2 separate regions of the Sus scrofa genome follow, and region 2 is linked to region 1. A link is a contact called in public Hi-C data. All regions are on one chromosome and are shown on one strand. The core of a region is the stretch at or near the end of the contact, and the rest is flanking DNA. Distances in the headings are between cores, read along the strand shown. Region 1 holds the start of DCPS (decapping enzyme, scavenger). Region 2 overlaps DCPS (decapping enzyme, scavenger).

The links. A called contact is a pair of places that touch in the nucleus more often than the background predicts.
Region 2: a contact with region 1 is called in a Hi-C map of liver, with 1.8 times the contacts expected there. The contact joins the enhancer-like site here to the promoter of DCPS in region 1. A contact is called at or near these places in 2 of 5 promoter capture datasets (fetal liver and liver), 13 of 47 Hi-C or Micro-C datasets (alveolar macrophages, blood, brain and 5 more) and 2 of 2 datasets of contacts at active chromatin or transcription factors (alveolar macrophages and skeletal muscle).

The regions. Positions count from the first base shown.
Region 1 is chr9:53,399,325-53,402,100 of Sscrofa11.1, forward strand. It overlaps DCPS (decapping enzyme, scavenger), which reads left to right and starts at 1,463. Exons shown (of 6, transcript NM_213790.1): 1 at 1,463-1,663. The coding sequence starts at 1,463.
Region 2 is chr9:53,433,034-53,436,197 of Sscrofa11.1, forward strand. It overlaps DCPS (decapping enzyme, scavenger), which reads left to right. Exons shown (of 6, transcript NM_213790.1): 5 at 1,873-1,983. Among named protein-coding and RNA genes, the nearest start is that of DCPS, 34 kb to the left of the region's middle. Within about 2 kb of position 1,763, at least 4 of the 83 cell types and tissues checked have an H3K27ac peak or open chromatin away from gene starts, as enhancers often do. A contact at or near this core is called in fetal liver and liver, where this site is marked.

The sequences.
Region 1 (2,776 bases), core at 213-2,712:
AAATAAAACCCTGAGCCATATCCTTGAATTATTTCGCAGATAATGAAATCCCCACTAGGTAGAAGTTAACTGCAAACTACATACTGATCACAACCTTGTAGACCCCAGACTGGTTGGAATCAGAGGTTGATACTGACCCCAGAAATACCATCTATCAACCAGAAGAATGTCCATTAGATGATCAGGTACCCTGCCACCTTTTCCTTCACCTTGCCTTTAAAAACACCTCCCTGAAAGCCATCAAGAAGTTCAGGTCTTTTGAGCATGAGCTGCCAGTTTTCCTTGCTTGGTCTCACTTTAAGAACCTTGCAATTGGGAGTTTCCGTTGTGGAAAAGCGGAAACGAATCCGACTAGGAACTACGAGGTTGTGGGTTCCATCCCTGGCCTCGCTCAGTGTGTTGAGAATCCAGCGTTGCCATGAGCTGTGGTGTAGGTCACAGACGCAGCTCGGATCCTGCATTGCTGTGGCTGTGCTATAGTTCCGATTGGACCCCTAGCCTCCACATGCAGCGGGTGCGACCCTAAAACGCAAAGAAACCCCAAAGACTGCAATAAACGCTGTACTTTCCCTCATCACAACCCAGTGTGGATAGATTGCAGTAAGTTGCCCAAGGAGACCCAACTTTGGTTCTGTAACATGGATACAGTGGGGCAGAAGCAAAGAGGCAGGCAATGAGTGAGACCAAGCAAGGAAAACCTGGCAGCTCATCCTTAAAAGACCTGAACTTCTTGATGGCTTTCAGGGAAGTGTTTTTAAAGGCAAGGTGAACGAGAAGGTGGCAGGGTACCTGATCATCTAATGGACAGGAAGCAGAAGCAAAGAGGCAGGCAATGGAAATGTACTTCTGGCCCTGTTCACTTACCATTCTTCTCAGCAAAAAATACTGGGATTTACAAAGAAAAGGACAACACAAAGAGGACTTTTGTAAAATGGAAACGGGTGAAAAATGGATAGGGTTTTAAGCGTTCTCTATGTTCAATCAATTGACTAAGAAAGAGATTGGCTCAACAGATTTGCTTCAGAAACATCCCTTCCACTCTAATCAATGTTGGCATAACTCTGATTAAAAAGCTGTATTCAACCCAAGTGTCAGCGCAGAGTCCAAAGGGCGTCTTGCAGCTCGGACTCGGGGGAGTAGGGGTGGGGTGGGGTGGCTGGGCTACCCTCTCCCCTGCAGCCTCTCTAGCCTTGCTGTCACCTTCTCTTTTCCCTCAGGACCAGCCTCCGCCCGGGTTGGCTAGCACGAGGAGACCAAAGGCGGGAAACTCGAATTAAGATGCTCACTCTAGACGAGTCCCAAAAAACAGCGGCCCTAGGTTTCCTACAGCCAGGAGATCGGCTGACTCCGGCGCGGAGCACGTCGGGAGTTGTAGTCACCGCCCTCCGCGGAGGTGGGGTGAGGCGGCAGAGGGGCGGGGCCGCGGCCGGGTTGGCGCAGGCGCACACTCTCCCCCGGCAATATGGCGGACACCGCTCCTCAACCCAGCAAGAGAAAGCGCGAACGAGACCCGGAGGAGGCGGAGGCACCCAGCACAGAGGAGAAGGAAGCAAGGGTTGGGAATGGTACCTCTGCTCCTGTCCGCTTACCTTTCTCCGGCTTTAGAGTGAAAAAAGTGCTAAGGGAGTCTGCGCGGGACAAAATCATTTTCCTGCACGGAAAGGTACCATTAAGCAGCGTTGGGGTGGGGATGCGGGAAGGAGTGACCCAATCGTCGCCTCGGAGGCGGATTTTTTTTTTTTTTTTTTGAGATTCTTTGGAAAATACTAATCGCATTGCCCCGGGTGGGAAGGAGGCCAAGTGCGCCAAAATGCCTGGGCAGGGGTTTGGTTCGTGGAGGAAACAAGGATACTTGTGAAATTAAGGGAATTAACACGCGTGGGGCTAATTTCCCTAATTCCTCCTCTTGTACTAAAATAAGAACCTAACACTTGCGGAGTGTATTTATTGTCGATTAAAAAGTCGCATGTTAAATTCCCCAAGCTTTCACCATTCATTTATTAAACCTGTAACGTGCTAGTTCTCTTGTGGCACAGCTGGTTAAGGATCTGGAGGTTTCACTGATGGGGCTTGGATCGCTGTTGTGGCGCAGGTTCCATCCCTGGCCCAGAACTCCACGTGCCTTGGGTGAGGGCAAACAAACAAACAAACGGGCCCCAACAAAACACACAAAAACCCTGTAAGGTGCTAGGAATCCAGTATGTTTCTGGGCAGTCTTGGTCATCCAGGCCCCAGGCAATAACATAGGCACTGTAGGAAGTATGATCTCTGCTATATACAGGACTCCCGCTCCTGGGAGCGGGGAAACAGTTTGTTGAATTGGTGATTCAATTCCACATATCATGCACAGACAGGCCAGCACTGAACTGGGTGCAACATAGAGCTGAAAGTTCCCATTCTTGATTCAATTCCACGTTTCATGCACAGACGGGCCAGCACTGAACTGGGTGCAACATAGAGCTGAAAGTTCCCATCCTTGATCTTCAGGAGTGCAGAGCATCCTTAAGCAGACAGGCACAGCTAGCTCTAATATCACGTGCTCAGCTCTCCAGCAGGGACTGAGGAGAGACTGGATACTGACCCAAGAGCTAGTAAAGAGGCAGTCCAAGGGTTCCCCAGAAGTCCTGGCAGGCGCTCTCACTTTTGGGAGGATGGGGGCAGGGAGACCCTGGGCCAGGCTTCCATGCCTCTTTCTGTGTCTCTTGTGTTTTACAAGGTTCTGTCTGTCTCAGCCCAACTTACCTTCAGTCTGCAGCACCTGCTGAAGATTTTAGCC
Region 2 (3,164 bases), core at 513-3,012, 34 kb after region 1:
CAATGCCAGATCCAAACCGCATCTGCCACCTACACCACAGCTCATGGCAATACCAGATCTTTAACCCACTGAGCGAGGCCAGGGACCACATCCACAACATCATGGTTCCTAGTTAGATTTGTTTCTGCTGCGCCACGACGGGAACTCCCGGAAGCTATTACTTTGATTCGACTGCCCTGCCTGATAGAAAAGACATTGATGGTGCCTGTCTCCCCAGGGTGATTAAGGTGCCACTTTCTGGGTGCCGATCTGAGACCTGCAGCCCCTTGTCTAGCGTTTCTAGGCCGGGGCCTTTGGCTGCCTGTAGGAAATCTGGGGTCGTGTCTGATATCAAAGAATGCGCTTCTTTTCCTTCCCTCACTCATCCTGTGAGCGGATGCCCAGCACAGGCTGCATGCTTCCTTCTGTGCCAGAGGAGCAGGGAGGTGTGATTTAATGTCATGTTTGGGATTTGTCAGCAGATAGCTTCTAAAACAAATGCTGCTGTTATTTGGGAGTCCCGTGACAGTGACACGTAGAACAGCTGAAGACGCCCACAGGCATGCACACACACATACTCCATGTTCAAGCGGTTTTGTTTCCTGCCTCTCCTGGGGCCCCTGGCTAGCAAGAGAGTAAACGTCCCAGACGTGGGCCATAAGGAGGGAGAGTCCAGAAGGGACTTGTGGGCAAAACTGAGCCCTGGGGAGGCCCAGCTCAGCCATCTGCTGGGACGTCTGCGCTGGGCTCGTCTCTAGCAGGTCTGGGACAGAAAGCTGGACTCACAGGGCTCTAACAGAGAAAACTCTGAAGGACCTGAAGAGGCCAGTTGGACATCAGGCACCATATGGAAAATTTCATTCTCACTTTCTAAATCGGGGCCCTTGGGGATTTGGTTGGGTGTTTCAGGGTCCCCAAATTATCTCCTCGAGGAATCTAGCAGCTCAGATGAAGGCTTGAGGGCTGCTGCATTCTCTCCACACCTCATCCGCTGGAGCCCTAGGGTCTGGAGCCTGCCCTGCGCGTGTGCATGGATGTGATAACCAGCCAAGGCCAGGGTTGGGGTCAGCAGGGACAGGTGGGAGGGTTTTCTGGGCGAGAGGAAGAGTCCGTTTGCTCTCCGGCTCAAGGTCTTGTTGGCCTTGGGTTTTCATACTGTTGTGGCCTCTGGGTCTTCGGCTAGCACTATCTCCAGGAAGGATGGCAGGAAGGGCCACCTGTGAGACCAGGGAAGGGGGAGGGGTGAGGCCATGGCAGTCCTCACACGGAGCTGGCCTCAGCTCCCTTCCCCACTTCCCGAGCCTCTTCACCTCTCCCCAGCCTCCGACTCCAGGCACAGGGAGTTTCCTCTCCTGCTTAGGTGCCCTGTGCTTTCCTGCCACTGCGCTTTTGTATCCACTGTTCCTCTACCCCAGGGCCCTTTTGCCAAACCCTACCTCTTCTTCAAGACCCCGATTCCCAGCCTTGTTGTCCAGGAAGCCACTGGATCATGCTAGCTGGTCTTTAGTTCTTTCTCTTGTACTCTTATCACCTTATTTCCATGTGATTAGACCATGAGCATTGTCCTTGGCATTTTCTTAGACTTCCCTTCCCACCCCCATCCTCCATCTGCTGGGAGTATATAAATTCTTCCATATGATCATTTTTGGCAGGACAGTAAGCAGAAGCTCTGTCCTTAGACTGTCCCTCACCCTGGGCACGTGGACGCTCACTTTGACTAGGGGTGCTCCTGCCACGGCGTCCCTGGGATTGGCTGTGACTGGCACTGCAGGCCTTGTGTGTGGCTGCTTCCTGGCTTCTGGGAGGAATTCCAGGAGTTGCAGCCTCCCTGGCCTTAGCTTTGGCCTGGCCCAGCCTGCTGAGCCCAGTTTACCCCTGCCTCTCTCCGCACAGCTCGATGACCTATACCTGATCGCCATCTGCCATCGCCGGGGCATCAAGTCGCTTCGGGACCTTACTCCAGAGCACCTGCCACTGCTCAGGAACATCCTCCGCGAGGGGCAGGTGAGCTGCTTGGGCCAGACTCACACAGGAACCTGGAGGAATTGCACTCTCATGCCAGTGTGTCCCTGGGCCCCTTTCCTCACCCTTCCCAGAAGTCTTTCTGCAAAAGGACCTCCTCCCTGGACGCTTGTGCAGGACACCGTGAGCTCGTAGGTGACTCAGGGCCCCGGTCTTGGTCCTACCTGCCCTGCCCTCCAGCTCTCCTCTCAGCCTTCTTTCCTCCCTACTCACAGGCATCCTCAGCTCGGGGTCCCACTTTTGCGCCCTCCCTTTCTCCTGCAGGTCACATCTAAGATCCCAGGATTAGCTGTCCTGTTCATGGCAGCCGCAACATGGTGCATGACCTGACACATGTCTGCACGTACCTCCTCCTCCACCCTGAGGGCAGAAACTGGGTTCTCCAGCACCTGGCCTTCTGGGAGACTTCATTTCTGGGAGATTTGCTAAATCGCATGAAATTATAGAGTTGCTGAAAGGGGCCCTGTGGTCAAGGGGAGATGGGGGAAGAGAGTCTAGAATCTTGGGTTGTAGTTCTAATTCTGACACTGTGACCTTAGCCCGCTGGTGACCTTCGGCTGGTCAGTTCACCTCTCTGGGCCTCAGTATCTTGAAGGGGTCCTTCTGAGTCCATCATTCTGTGGGGTTGGTCTCAGCCTTGTTTCCACCCTGAGACATTGGGTGATGTGGCTTCCAAGCCAGGGCCCGCTGTCACCAGGGTTCTCCGCGGGGGCGATGCTCGCCCCAGTTCAGATTCACCAAGCCCTGCTCCAAGGCTGTGACACCACAGACCTGGAGGAGGGGTTCTGCCTGGGGCCACTGTACGTTCTCCTCTAGCTGCTCCCCTGTCACTGTGCCTACCTGCCCTCTTCCCCCTGCTGCCTGGGTCACCATCTCCCTGGCTGCCTTCCTCTTTTCATAGTGACTCGTTACTCTGCTGAAACCACCCCTGGATGCAGATCCCCAGGAGATGCTGGGCCAGCACTTCTTCCTGACTTGGCAGCTCGGGAAGCCTCTCCTGGGCAGGCCAGCCCTGCTGACCCCAGGAAGCCGTTTGGGTGCCCTGGTCCTGGTGTCACCCTGCTGCTGAGATCCCGTGGGGGGGATAGCGAGCCTCCAAATGCAGAATAGAAAACAATTCTGGGGTTTATTCTAGGCCCACTGACCACCTCAGGGATTTACTC